Regions from separate parts of the Mus musculus genome. Here regions 2 and 3 are each linked to region 1. The links are chromatin contacts, called in public HiChIP or PLAC-seq and Micro-C maps. All regions are on one chromosome and are shown on one strand. Each heading gives the region's core, a stretch centred on a gene start, on an enhancer-like site or on the middle of the called end of the contact. The rest is flanking DNA. Distances are from core to core; before and after follow the strand shown. Region 1 overlaps 1300002E11Rik (RIKEN cDNA 1300002E11 gene). Region 2 overlaps Etv5 (ets variant 5). Region 3 overlaps Ephb3 (Eph receptor B3).

Evidence for each region. Hi-C and Micro-C count contacts between places; a contact is called where the count stands out from the background. HiChIP or PLAC-seq counts read pairs in DNA pulled down with a chosen protein or histone mark.
Region 2: an H3K27ac HiChIP or PLAC-seq map of embryonic stem cells shows a contact between it and region 1, with 5 read pairs. The contact joins two enhancer-like sites.
Region 3: a contact with region 1 is called in a Micro-C map of embryonic stem cells, with 2.8 times the contacts expected there. The contact joins two enhancer-like sites. A contact is called at or near these places in 5 of 39 promoter capture datasets (the 3T3-L1 cell line, cranial neural crest, frontonasal cranial neural crest and 2 more), 4 of 484 Hi-C or Micro-C datasets (cortical neurons, embryonic stem cells and palatal mesenchyme) and 5 of 115 datasets of contacts at active chromatin or transcription factors (astrocytes, embryonic forebrain, embryonic midbrain and 1 more).

What each region holds. Positions count from the first base shown.
Region 1 is chr16:21,806,541-21,811,093 of GRCm38.p6, reverse strand. 1300002E11Rik (RIKEN cDNA 1300002E11 gene) reads right to left here. Exons shown (of 3, transcript NR_037958.1): 3 at 2,054-2,416. Among named protein-coding and RNA genes, the nearest start is that of 1300002E11Rik, 14 kb to the right of the region's middle. Within about 2 kb of position 3,028, at least 12 of the 459 cell types and tissues checked have an H3K27ac peak or open chromatin away from gene starts, as enhancers often do. A contact at or near this core is called in embryonic stem cells, where this site is marked.
Region 2 is chr16:22,396,451-22,401,252 of GRCm38.p6, reverse strand. It overlaps Etv5 (ets variant 5), which reads left to right. Exons shown (of 13, transcript NM_023794.2): 9 at 1,874-1,933. Among named protein-coding and RNA genes, the nearest start is that of Etv5, 41 kb to the left of the region's middle. Within about 2 kb of position 2,257, at least 65 of the 459 cell types and tissues checked have an H3K27ac peak or open chromatin away from gene starts, as enhancers often do. A contact at or near this core is called in embryonic stem cells, where this site is marked.
Region 3 is chr16:21,208,727-21,213,075 of GRCm38.p6, reverse strand. It overlaps Ephb3 (Eph receptor B3), which reads right to left. Exons shown (of 16, transcript NM_010143.1): 2 at 122-186. Among named protein-coding and RNA genes, the nearest start is that of Ephb3, 6.1 kb to the right of the region's middle. Within about 2 kb of position 1,990, at least 230 of the 459 cell types and tissues checked have an H3K27ac peak or open chromatin away from gene starts, as enhancers often do. A contact at or near this core is called in embryonic stem cells, where this site is marked.

The sequences.
Region 1 (4,553 bases), core at 1,779-4,278:
CAGCAGGCAGGCAGGCAGGCAGGCAAGCAGGCAGGCAAGCAGGCAGGCAGGCAGGCGGCAGGCAGGCAGGCAGGCAGGCAGGCAGGCAGGCAGGCAGGCAGGCAGGCAAGCAGGCAAGCAGGCAAGCAGGCAAGCAGGCAAGCAGCAGGCAGGCAGGCAGGCAGGCAGGCAAGCAGGCAGGCAGGCAAGCAGGCAAGCAGGCAAGCAGGCAAGCAGGCAAGCAGCAGGCAGGCAGGCAGGCAGGCAGGCAGCAGGCAGGCAGCAGGCAGGCAGGCAGGCAGGCAGGCAGGCAGGCAGGCAGGCAGGCAGGCAGGCAGGCAAGCAGGCAAGCAGGCAGGCAGGCAGGCAGGCAAGCAGGCAAGCAGGCAGGCAGGCAGGCAGCAGGCAGGCACAACTCCTGTACTCTTGCTTTCCTCGTGGCTGGAACAGGAGGACCTGGAGTGATCCACATGCTGGCTAATATCTTTGACAAATGACTTTCAAAACTATCCAGTCACCAAGTTTGCATCAACTCTGGGAATGTTTAGACATTAACATCAGCAGTGGCTGGTTCTGGTGACTGCCACCTCTGAGTGAGCAAGCTGTTGACAATGAGCAGGCCCATTGTCAGGTTTTTTTCTAGAATAGCAATGTCAAGCTTCCTTCTAGGCAAACAGGCTTTTAGGGTTCCACAGAACAAGATTCGTGACTCCAGTGCAGTCGTATCTGAGCAAGATAACTTTCAAAGACTCCAATGTACAACCTGCCCATTGTCAGTGTGTAGGACCTCCTGCCTATAAACATTACCCAGTTTAAAATGACTACTACACTCTTTGTTTTGTCTGCATATGTCTTCCCAACACTATAGTTACTACAGGATAGTGCGGTACATATAGTACTATAGCTATTTCAAGTGTTTCAGAACAAAGCAGAATATTAATTAAATGCACTCTTTAAAGTAATTTTTAAATATAAGAAGCTCAGTTTGGGTCATGGATCTATACACACCTCTTAGTGCAGGCTAAATACACACCTTTAATAAACACGTTCTGAGTGTCTCTGGCGTCACACTTCATTCCTGGAGAAATACTAGTGAAGAGGATGTCACTCTGAGATGAACACATAGGGAGCAGAGAAGACATAGGGGACGAAGATGCCATGCAGCTAAAGTAAGACGGCTGGAGAGAGCCCCACTCACAGACCCGGAGGCCGGAAGCTGAGTGGTTACTGCAGTCATCTGAGAGCAGATCGCGGGACATGTAACGAATCTCACACAGAGCTCCTAAAGCTTCAGGAGAAATCTCTGGCCTTTCTAGAGAAAGGTGTGCCTGGGGCAGTGTACGGGCTGCTTGTGTGTCAACTTGACACAGCTGGAGTTATCACAGAGAAAGGAGCTTGTGGGTGGTGCCATCTCTGGGCTGGTAGTCTTGGTTCTATAAGAGAGCAGGCTGAGCAAGCCAGGGGAAGCAAGCCAGTAAAGAACATCCCTCCATGGCCTCTGCATCAGCTCCTGCTTCCTGACCTGCTTGAGTTCCAGACCTGACTTCCTTGGCGATGAACAGCAGTATGGAAGTGTAAGCCAAATAAACCCTTTCCTCCCCAACTTGCTTCTTGGTCATGATGTCTGTGCAGGAATAGAAACCCTGACTAAGACAGCCAGTGTCCTACTTGCTTGATCTGTTGCTGGGATAAACACCCTGAGAAAAGCAACTTAAGGAAGGAGTCTATGTTGGCTCACAGTTCCCGTACCAAGGCAGTCAAGGCATCAGGAGCACCACAGTGGCCGATCGGTCACACCGCGTCCAGACAGGAAGAACAGGACGGGAAATGCTGGCTCTCTGTCTGCGTCCTCCTTTCATTAAGTCCAGGGTGCAAGCCTAAGGAATGGAGCCACCCATAGCAGGCTCTTCCTATCTCAGATAACCATATCAAGATGATCTCTGTGTGCCAGAGGCTTGTTTCTTAGAAAGTTCTAGATGCTATAAAGTTAACAATCAACACTAACCACAACTCCATCCTTTAAAACTTGACATCCAAACACAATAATTTGAAGCCATGGACCTTTCAACCCATCTTTCCAGAATTTCATGACCATCTGTTTAATTTTTTTTATTACAACTATTTTCGATCTGTGTGTGTGTGTGTGTGTGTGTGTGCATACTCATGCATGTGCCCGATATATGTGAGTGCTATAGAAGTCAGAAGAAGTTGCAGGAATCAGCTCTCTCCTTCCACACTTTGGCTTTGGGGATTGAACTCAAGTCAAAAGGTAATACAATACTTTCTGAGTTTTCCTGGCAGCCTTCATTGTCATCTTATAATGCAAACATATGTCCAGGACAACTTCAAAAGTCCCCATATTCTTCAACAATTCCAATACTGTTCACAAGTCCAAAGCCTTATTTCAGATTTGAGGTAATCTCTTAACTGTGAGTGCCTAGAAAATAAAAAAAACAAGTTACATAGTTCCAAAATAAAATGACATGAGTGACCATTCCTATTCCAAAAGGGAGAAATGAAGGCATAGGAGAGAATAATCATGCCCAAAGCAAGCCTAAAACCCAACAGAGAAGACATCAAGCTTGCAGTACCAAGTCTGCCATTGGGGTGACGGGATCCCCATCCCTCCGGACGTACCACTTAGGCACACTCAACTTCTCCCTTGAGTAGCTTCACTCCATGGACGCTGCTTTCCCTGTCAGATGTCCCATGGGTCTGACATCAACATTCACAGCTTCAGGCAGTAGCCTCTCAGGCCCTTTGTGGGACTATGACCTTGCCACACTACCTGGCCTCGGCTGCTCTCTGAAACTGTGGAGCAAGAATCCACCACCTCTTCAATCTTGCATCTTTCACTGATTTCAAAACCTGTACCAGGTAGACAACAACGCCAAGTCCTGCTAACTCCAGACATGTCCTGGCTCCCTGGACCATAGATCTACCAGCTTCTCTGAGCTGACCCCAAGGGACTCTTCTAGGCCATTGCTCCCAAGGAATCAAGAACCCATTCAGTTCAGACTTCCTCTGACTGACTTTGTATCCTGATAAGTTGGAGTCTGGTGGGTGAGGTTTGCCTTCAGGGCCTTTTCTATTGTCAGGTGCAACTCAGATTTCTCTTCAGTGACTGATCTCTTTAACAATACAACTGTTTCCCCAGCTGTGAGGAGCGGGTGTGGCGGCAGTCCCAAAGGCGCCAGGGACTGCAGCTAAGTCGTATGACTTGCACCTGACTTCCTCATATAAGCCACAAACATCTTGAGAGCTGCGCAGGTGTACCGGATACCGGTGAATCCATTTTGATGGAGATATGCCCCTGCTGCCCTGATTAGCTGAAGCTGCGTGCCTGGTGAGGTGGCGTGGCCTGCTGTGCGTGGATGGGAACTGAGAGTATAAAAGAGTGAGAGGCCCAGGGTTCGGGGGAGATATAAACAAGGGAGATATAGAGAAAGAAGAAACAGGACTGAATAAACGTGTGCAGAAGGATCCTGTTGCACGTCGTTCTTCCTGGCCAGTTGAGCGCGCGCAAGACCCAGCACCAGCCTGGTTGCAACCCTGTCTTGAGATTTTTTTCTGCCAAACAAATTGATCTACTCCCTTTAAATTCTACTTGACTAAGTTGCCAGGGCATGGGCACAATGAAGCCAGACTCTCTGCTGAAAGGTCACATGAATTGCCCCTGCCCAGTTCATGACTGAGTCCTCTCGTTTTCCTCTGAAACCTCAGGACTTCACTGTCTGCATTTCTCTTGTTCCCCTCTCCAAAGTTCCCAGAATAATGACCCATTACCTTCTGCCTAAAATATGCAAGGGTTTTTTCTTGTCTGAAGTTCTAAACTCCTCCCCAATTCTTCCCACAAACTAGTTTCAAAGGCCTAGGAGCAATATGTTCAAGCTTATCTATAAAAGGCCTCACTTCCTGGTATCAATTTTCTTAGTTACTCTTCCTACCGCTGTGATAATAAAAGCAACTTAAGGGAGGAGTTTATTTTGGCTCACAGTTCCAGAGTGCAGTCCACTGTGCCAAGGTAATCATGGTATCAGGAGCCTGAAGCAGCTGGTCACACTGTGTCCACAGTCAGGAGGAACAGGATGATAATGGTGGCCCTCTGCCTGCTGCCTTCTTTCATGAAGTTCAGGATGCAAGCCTATGGAATGGAGATGCCCACAGGGGGGTCCCCCTACTTCAAATAAGATCACCAAGATGATCCCTGACATGTGTTTCCTAAGAGGTTCTAGATGCTACCAAGTTGGCTATCAACATTAGCCATCTCAAGTAGTCTGTTAGAAAATGAACTACAAAAACCTGAGGGACAGTAGTGACCAATCAGGTAAGGCCCTGAGAAACTATGATAAGGTTTAAGGTTTATATACAGAAAGAGCTATTACTCAGGGTATTTAAAAGAAGTTAAAGTAACTAGATAACAACTAGTAGACACAGGAAGACCTGGTTAATAAAAGCTTACTTAATCTCTACTACCTTCTAGGCATTGCCCAGCCTTGGGCATATAGTAGCAAATAAAACACGTGCCAGTGTTTGGTTCCATCATGACCAGTCTGCTGGGGTAGGTACAATCA
Region 2 (4,802 bases), core at 1,008-3,507, 590 kb before region 1:
CTGCTGTCCCGCAGATGTGCTGAGTGCTCCCAGATTCTCTGAGGCGCTGTTTTCCATTGCTATGTCCTGCAGAGGCTACTGGTCTGCACAGGAAGATGTGTAACCTGTGATGGTCCCTGCTGTTTGCCTAGGAGCTTCAGCATGTTAAGTTGAGGCTGTTTGACCTCTGTGTCTTGTGAACCAGACTCTGGAGGAAAGCCGACCAGGGAGAGTAAGCATTCCCACTCTTTCCTTACAGTCAGGACTGAAATGACCTGGGAGTAGTTGGTGGGTTTTCTGCCGTTCGCTGTGGGCTTTTCTCGCTGTGGGCTTTTCTTAAGCCCCTTTGGAAGGTTGGAGCAGTCAGCTGAATGGCTCTTGTGGGTGAAGTGGGATATAGAGTCTGCTCTTGGTCTCTGAGATAACACCATGATTTAGATAGAAACTAGTTTGGGGCAATCTGAGAACGTAGGCCAGTGGAGACTGCTGATAGGTTATACAAATAAATTGTCACTGAATTCTTTTTGAAGACTTTGAAACATATTTCTTGGAAGTCATGATATGATGGCCATATTTTTTCTTTAGGACTGGAATTGACTCTAGTATGTATAATATATATTATATACTATTAGCTTAGTTATGTGTGTGTGTCAGTGTATGTATATGTGAGTGCCCCAGTCCCCGTCGTTGTCGTCCCCCAACCCCCCAACTGGAGCTACAGATGGTTGTGAGCTGTTGTTGTGGGTGTTAGGAATTGAAGCTTAGGTCCTCTTGAAGAGCAGTATGTTCGTTCTTTTAACCACTGAGCCCTCTCCAGCCTGCTGGCATTGACATTTTAATTTGGCCAGCCATTTTTAATCTCCTCCCATTCACTTGAGGAAAAGCATTCCGTGGAGGTTCACCTCAGAAGCATTCCCAGTGTGCACCCAGATCACTCTCTCCTCTCATGGGACCTGAAGAAGAGACCGCTTGAGTGTTAGTTTCAGCATCACAGATCCAGTGGGGTGAAAACATGCTCACCAAACTACAGTACCCACCCTGCCAGTTGTCATCCTGGCTGCAGAGCTTTAGTGCCACTAATCCCTCTGGCCTTAAATACCCTCACTCCAGGCAACAGAATTGGATGTGGCCTTCAGTGACCAGAGGAGCAGATTGAGAAAGAGCTAAGGCTCTTCCCCTCCCCATCTGGAAGCCCCTTGGACAGGCAGTTTCTTGTGTTCCTGTCAGCTTGCCCACCAAGTGCAGTGATAACGGGTTCTAAGATGAGACAGAGCTTTATCTCTTTGTCCTGTGCCTCTTGATGAGAAGGGTCTTGGTGGTTTGTAGTGTTTACCATATTGTTTATTAGCTTGGTCCATTTCCACAGACCAAGGCCTTAAATTAAACACTTGACCTTTCTCTTAGGTTGATTCTTAGTTGCTGTAATAAAACACTCATCAAAAGCAACTTGGTGATGTAGGGAGTGGGACTGGAGTATTTGGCGTAGGGATGACGCACCATCATCATCGAGGGATGCCAAGGCAAGAGCTGTTGCAGAGACCACGGAGGAGTGCCACGTACTGGCTTTTCCTCTGGCTTACCCAGCCTACGGTCACACACACTCCAGGACCACCTGCATTAGGCAGACACTTCCCACAGTAGGCCAGGACCCAGCCCTTACAGTGATTAGTCAGTAAAATGCCCCACACATGTGCCACCAGCCTGTCTTGCTTGGTGGAAGGTCCCTCTCTTCCCAAGTAACTCAGACTTCTGTCAGGTTGACGAGAACTTAGTGCGCATCCTTAGCTGTGAGGTTTCGGGCCTTGGCTGCCAGCGTGCGTGCTCTCTGCTGTTTCCAGCATCGTCTCTGCTGTTATGTAGGGATTGTTGCTAAGAGTGCTGTGTTTCCTTTCAGAAGTGCCTAACTGCCAGTCATCCTACATGAGAGGCGGGTATTTCTCCAGCAGCCATGAAGGTAAGGAGCTTGCTTTGTCCTTTAAAAATGAATTTATCTGGGGAGCAGGGCCGAAATGAAAGTGCAGCACACATGTGGAAGGACTTCCTCCTTCCTCTTTTTATTTTCATTTTTTTTTGATAATACACACGTTTAATTGAGGATTACCATTTCTAAGCTGAGCTGTAAGGTCAGTGGTTAGACTTTCCATAGTGCATGCTATGAGAGCTAAGAGAGTTACTTTGTATGTGGGCTTTGAGTCAAGACTTTTAAGCACTGAGAAATCCACTCATCATTTTCAATGGCAGTGACCCTGACTTAGCAGAGTTCACAGGACAACGTGAAGAAAAGGGGAACTTGCTGTTACACTTCCTGCTACGTCAGCCTAAACTGGTCCTTAGGGCTTACGTCAGGAAACTTTACGTGGGTCCAGGGACATTTTAGGAAAGAAATTATGGCCGAGGATTGTTTTTTTGTTTTGTTTTGTTTTTTTAAGATTTATTTATTTATTTATTATAAATATGCAAGTGCACTGTAGCCGTCTTCAGACACACCAGAAGAGGGCATCAGATCCTGTGACAGATGGTTGTGAGCCACATGTGGTTGCTGGGATTTGAACTTGGGACCTCTGGAAGAGCAGTCGGTGCTCTTAACTGCTGAGCCAGTTCTCTAGCCATATGGCCGAGTGTTTGAATTTCACTTAATCTGGGCGGGTACCGCTTCATTGTAATGATTATGTAATGGGTGGTTGTCAGGTTAAAGCGAGAGGAAAGGCTCTCTGGAGTTCTTCCTTGGCCTTGAGAGTGCTAGAAGAGGGGGGCGGCTAGTGAAAGGCTGGTAGGCCTAGGAAGGTCGGTAAAGCAATGCAGAGGTGAGCCGCTCACAAAACAGTACAGGGTGTGACAGTGACAGACAGCGTTTTCTAATCGGAGAAACTAAGAACAGCTATGAGGAAAAATACAAGGTGATCTGCCCACGAGCATTAATTAATGTCTTGATGTTTAATGAATGTATACAAAAGGCAGAGGTTCTTAATATGTGGGTCGTGACCCCAAAGGGTGCCCCATAGCAGATATCCTGCACGGCGGATATATTTACACCAGGACTTGTAACGGTAGCAAGATTGCAGTTATGAAGTAGCAGTGAAATAATGTTATGGTTAGGGTTCAATACGACATGAGGGTCATAGCATTAGAAAGGCTGGGAACCACAAAAAAAGCTTTAGGGATAGACGAGAAGGCTCAGTATTATAAAGTGTTATAATTTTTTATATTAAAGTATTTATATATCAGTATTATACTGATGGGCTTCTGACTTCAGATTCCTACACTAAGGGGAAAAGTTAGTCATGGCCGCGCTTGCCTGTAATCACAGCACTGGAAGAAAGGCAGGAAGATCCTAACACTAACCTAATTGGACTAAGAGTAATTTAAAACAGCCACAGTGCTGGGCTAGGGGTGGAACTTGCCTGCCAATCAGGAAACCCTGGGATAGCGTCTCAGTACAGCACATAACCAGGCACTGAGGCCAAGTGCCTATAACCTTAGCGCTCAGGAGGTGGAGTCCGGGTGAGCAGGAAGTCAAGGCCATCTTTTGCTACATTGTGACTTTAAACCTTGCCTGGGATACTTCACACCCTATCAAAAACAGAGTAACAGTTCGCAGGATGGTTTAGAAGTTAAAGGTTCTGCCAGACCTGCCCACGGGAGTTATGATCATGAGGATTCACATGGTGTGGGAAGAGGAGAGTTGAGACGTCAGAGCTGCAGAGAGCATTTGCAGAACACATAGATAGCCCCTACGTGAATGGATGGTATTGGCGAAGCAGTCAGTCTATTTGATGGGCAGGAGCCGTTTGGGATCTCAGAAGATGTTTGTGATCTGAAAAGCCTTGAGAGGTAGGCTCTCTGCCAGGTAGTGTAGTAGGGTCAGGATGGCCTTTCCCGACACTGAGACTGGGAAGTGTGCCTTTCCTTAGAGTGGATCCCAGAAATAGGTTTTGCTTTCTGAACCTATCTGTCCACATCAGTGTCTTACCATCAGTCCGACTCCCCCAAACCAGTGGCACAGACTTCTGGGAACTTGGATCAACAGATTCTCAAGAGCTACTGAATTAGCTCCAACGTGGAGTCCAGAGGTCTCAGTTTTCAAGTTTGAAAATCACCCTCAATCTCAGGTGTACTTCCTAGACTCCCTGAGGGAGCTTTCTAAAGTGATGCTGCTGAGACTTCACCCTAAGACCGAGGTTCCCAACCTTCCTAATGCTTTCAATACACTTCCTCATGTTACGGTGACCCACCCCCACCCCCCATAAAATTATTTTTGTTACTTCTTTGTAACAGTGATTTTGCTACTGTTACGATTTGTAATGTAAAGATCTTTTTCCTGATGAGCTCAGGTGACCCCTGTGAACAACCCCGGAAAGGTCAGGCCTCACGGGATGAGAGCCACTGACAGAAGTGGCTAGAGTCCCAAATTCCTGTGTACCTGGGGCTGAAAGCACCTGACTGCAGTGTTTTAGGCATTAGTGCTCAAGCATCGGGTGTTCCTTATGAGTGACGAGTTGTCCAGAGGGCTTTCTTGAGTAGGCAGCTGCCCCCAGATGCATGAAACCAGGGCTGCTTACCCCGCCACCATGTGCCCTGTGATATTCTCAGAGTGTCCAGACGTGAGCAGGCGGGCTGTCTACTGGACTGCTGGCTGTGTAGACACAGCTGTGCAGGGCTGCGTCCAGATTCCACGCTGTCTCTGGAAAGGCAGTTGATGGTGTCTGTGTGCAGCAGGCACATGAGGAGGGAGCAGAGCAGAGAGGGAGGCAAACATTCCGTATAATTACAACATTTAGCAAAGAGCATGCTCTTAAGGGAAATATTTTTAGTAAGATTTTGGG
Region 3 (4,349 bases), core at 741-3,240, 600 kb after region 1:
ATCGGGCTAAGATATGAGAATACTACTGGAGCTGAAGGACAGAGGCAGCCCAGGTCCAGGCCTTGGAGGGAGAAGGCATAACAGCAACCAAAATTCAGTATAGACGATGGGCAAGTCTTACCCCACTCTCTGGATGAGATGTCCATGCCAGCTCAGACGTCACCCATTTCGTGTCCATGAGAGTCTCTGGGGGAAGCAATAGAAGGGAAGATCAGGGGCTAACCTCAGAATGAGGGAGAAGTGACCCAGGAAAGTCAGGGATGTAAGAAACAAGTTTCCGTCTGGGACAGCCTCTCCCAAGTCTCCAAAGATGCCTCCCCTTTCCTGACCCTGAAGTCATCCCCAGAGGTGTCACAACTCCAAAGATGTGTCTGGCTTGGTAGGGGTAGATGTCCACCTTTGACCCTAGGCTTGGGTTAACTGAGGCTGGAGCAAAGGCTGGTTCACACACCTCAGGCTCTACTAATCTTCACACAAAGGGGCCAGCAGGGCCTTTATCCTGGAACAAAGGGCTGTGGGCTTCAGACCCAGCAGTGTGGGCCTCCCCTGACTCCATTCCCAGCACAAAGGCCCAGCCTCACACACTGCCCTGGGGAAGAGCAGTGGCAGGCCAGGGCCTGCTCCCAGCCTCCTACTCAGCCACCTGTGGGGGTTGAAGCAAGGATGCTCTTTGAGGTAAAAGGACCACCGGTGCCTAGAACTTAATTCAAAGCTTCATGAAATCCCTGGAGAAGGCACTGCTCACAGTCCTCTACAGAAGCAGGATGCCCACACAGAGCTGGTCTAATTGGAGGGCGAGGAGTTTCAGCTTAGTGTGGGACTACATGGTGAAATTCTGTCTCAAAAATGAAAACCAACGCCCCCCCCCCCCCCCCGTAAAGCTCAGAAAACTGGAAACTGGCTGTGTGTCCCACCAAACTTCTCCCTCCAGGAAGTGTTTCTTGTATCCCCAAGACAGGTGAGTCACTTTCCTCTGTGAATCAAGGGACAACAGCCCCTCTCTGTTTTGAGCTCCAGTTCCTTGTCAGCTCAGCTTGCTCAGCCATGGGAGGGGCACCTGTAATGTTCTAGACATAAACTTGCACCCTAGAATCTGTTTCTGAGCTTTGGCTAGACAACTGAAGACAGCAAAAACCCAAGATCAGACCTAGCATGACACCAGGAAGGCAAGGGACAATCCCCTCCACGCCCCCTTCTTTCCTGTAGCCTGAGACCCAAAGAAGTCTCAACTTTGGACTTTAACAGGCAGAGACACCCCAGAACGTCTAGAGGCTGTTGCATCCTTGATGGGACAGCTGAGGGTCTCTAGAAGGTACGAACTCCACATGTTCCTGCAGAAGCCATCAGAGAGCCCAGTGGGGGGACAGGGCAGAGATGAGTGGACCCAAGTGGGTGGCACAGGGGCACAGTTTAAGCAGGCACTCGCTGCAAGGAGCCAGGCTCTATAACTACAGCAGCTGGTGGTCCTTACTAAGCTGTCTTCATGGCAAGCTGTCCCAGCCTCCTCTGGCAGACAGACCTACAGACACATATTTGTCCTGAAAGTGGTCCTTCAGGAAAGCAGAGATGATCAGAAGCAGGGACCTAGAGATAGCACGGAAAGCAGGGCCTTGGCTGGACCAGAAGATGGTCCAAGTTGAACGACTCTGGCAGACTGGGACCAGACAGCGAGATGCTGGGCAGCGGACTACAACAGACAGTAAGATGAAGAGACAAGGAGGCCCAAAGAGACATCGACAGAGAAGGAGATTGCCAAGTGGCCTCTTCCCCAGCCGGCAGCCTGGAATACTCCTGTCCCAGTGAGCAGCCACTCCGCGCTGAGCCAAGCGCATACCCTCCCCCAGCCAACCAGCCGGCCAGTCCGCCTGCTTGTCTGCCCGCCGCCGCCTGCCGCTGCCCGCCCGCTGGAGCAGGCAAGGGCTCCCACAGCTCCCGCGCGCTGCCTCCCTCCTCCCTCTCCCTCACTTCCTTCTGCTCAGCCTGTGCCAAACCCATCTGGAACTGTTTAAACCCAAATATTCAGCCCCCTCCCCCCTCCAGCCAGATTCCTCCACAGTTTAAAACAAGCCCTGCGCTGGCTCCGGGAGGAGGGGAGGGGGAGGAGAGAGGGGAGGGCTGGAGGCGGGTGAAGGAGGAGGGAGAGAGGGAGGCTCTTCATTTCTGTTTAATTTCTGGAGAGGGAGGGAGGGGATCAGCCTTTGGCCATCGCTCAATCTCGGCACATTTTTCCCATTAATGAGGAGAGGACTTGGGTTTCCAGGCCTGTGTGCCTGAGGAGGGGCTCGGGCTCCGGTCACCAGGGTGGGGAGGAGGCGGGCCGCTTTGGTTTCCCCTCTTCTCTTGGGAGAGGAGGGGTCTGCTCCTTGCAGTCTGCCCAAGCACGGGAGGGAGATCTAGGGCAGACTGAGTATCAGTGGCCTGGTCTCAGAAGGACTGACTGGGTTATAGCACCCATCTCTACTCACGGTACCAGGAGGGAGATCTTTTCTCTGCTGCGAAGACAAGTACTAAGAACAAAAGAGCAACCTCCAAATACTCCTAGCTGCTGCTTCCACGCCAACCCCTTAACCAGGTGGCTGTGGAGGGAGATAAGAAAGGACGGCCAGCCCCTAGGCACAGGACTTGTATTGTTCTTAAGAGTCAATGGGAAGCTATCACCATGTTGGTGATCTGGAACTGGGGCTTTGACAAAACACCCTTTCGGTTTTCCACCGGGCCACAGCCAAAGCAAGTAGCTGTGGCAGCAACTGTGTGGCTCTCACCTATGCACAAACACAACACTTGCACAGGCAGTACCCAGTTCTCTGTGGCTGAAGTTGTTTCCCACTACTGGGACCAAAGAAGGGAAAGTCAACACATCTGGTGGACAAATCTACTCGGAACCACCCACAAACACGTACACGGCCCCCACACAGCTCTTCTGACAGATGCATGTGGCACAAACAGATTAGTCTCCTTAGACATTCACAGAATCTTTCCTACACACAGATCCAGCGTGCCCTAAGGCAGGCCCACTCTCGGCCACACAGCCTTTCTAGGGACAGGCACGCCCAATCCTACAGCACATCCTCCCCTCACACGCCCCATTGCACAGCTACAAGGCACACCATCCTGCACAGAAACTACAAACACAAGTACTAGTTTCCCTGCACAACACATGGAAAACACCACAGCACCACGAAGGAGCACGGAAACTCAATTTAAGAATCAACCATCAACGGGGCAGTTTGTGGCATACATTAATCCCAGTATGTGGGAGGCAGAGGCAGGACGATCCCTATGAGTTTGAGGCCAATAAAGTCTATAGAGAGAGTTCTAAGACAGTCAGGGTTACACAGAGAAACTTTTGTTTCAGGGGAGAAAAAGCATCAATCATTAAAGTTAGTGTAACAACTCAGAGGTTCCACAAGCAGCAGACACTCACAGCAAGCATGCTTTTCTTTGAGGTAGACCTATGGAAAAGTTGGGGGAAGGTGCTAATTCTTACCCTACCTCTCAAAGAGGCAGGGCAACCCCAGATCTACTTCCTGTTGTCCTGGCTAAAGCAGGAGCAGTCAGTCAGGTCACAAGGCTGGGGGTGGGGCAGGGGCATTGAGATGATTCTGGGTGTGGCTGGGTGCGGCCTCCTCAGGTATAGCCCCTGCCTAAGCAGCAAGCCACTTCCCTGGCAGCAAAATGGTAGTGTGTGGACTCCTAAGCCTTGGGGAGGAAGCATCATTCAGCAGTCTGGTTCAGGAGCTGGCGCTTAAGTTTGGAGAGCTGGTAACGATGGGGACACTGTGGATAACCTGGTCTGCCTCTGAGGGTCTCGTTTGACTACACTTGTGCAAGCGCACAGCCTGAGATCCTTGCTGGCTGCCCTGGTGAAGGGCCAGGCCCACTCAATTTTACTGAGATGCCAGACTCCACAGTACCTCCAGGTTCCAAGTCCTCCAGAGTAAACCCTGGAGCAAAAGTGTCACCTTGGCCCAGGAAACAACAAACAAGAAGGGAGACAGATCAGACCCAAGAAGCCTTTGAGTTAAATGCAGGCCAAGAATTCTGAAGTGGCAGGGAAAAGTCGTATTTCACAGTTAGGAAAGCTGGGGGGTGATGGGGTGGGGGTTATCACAGAAGGGCAGGGACAGAGAACAGGGTCTGGTCAGAAAGGAGTGCCCTATAGTCTTCATAAGTTGTAGAAATCTACCCCCGCTGTTCTTACCCCCATAGAGTTCCTACCTTGCACCCAAACAGGGGCTCAGGTTCCCAGTGTCTTATTCCAGTCATGGGTCAGTTTATGTCCATGCTTGTACCATCTGGGAAGGCGTGAGAGGGAAAGGGTTTGTGGGAATCCTGCCCTTGTGTGTGTG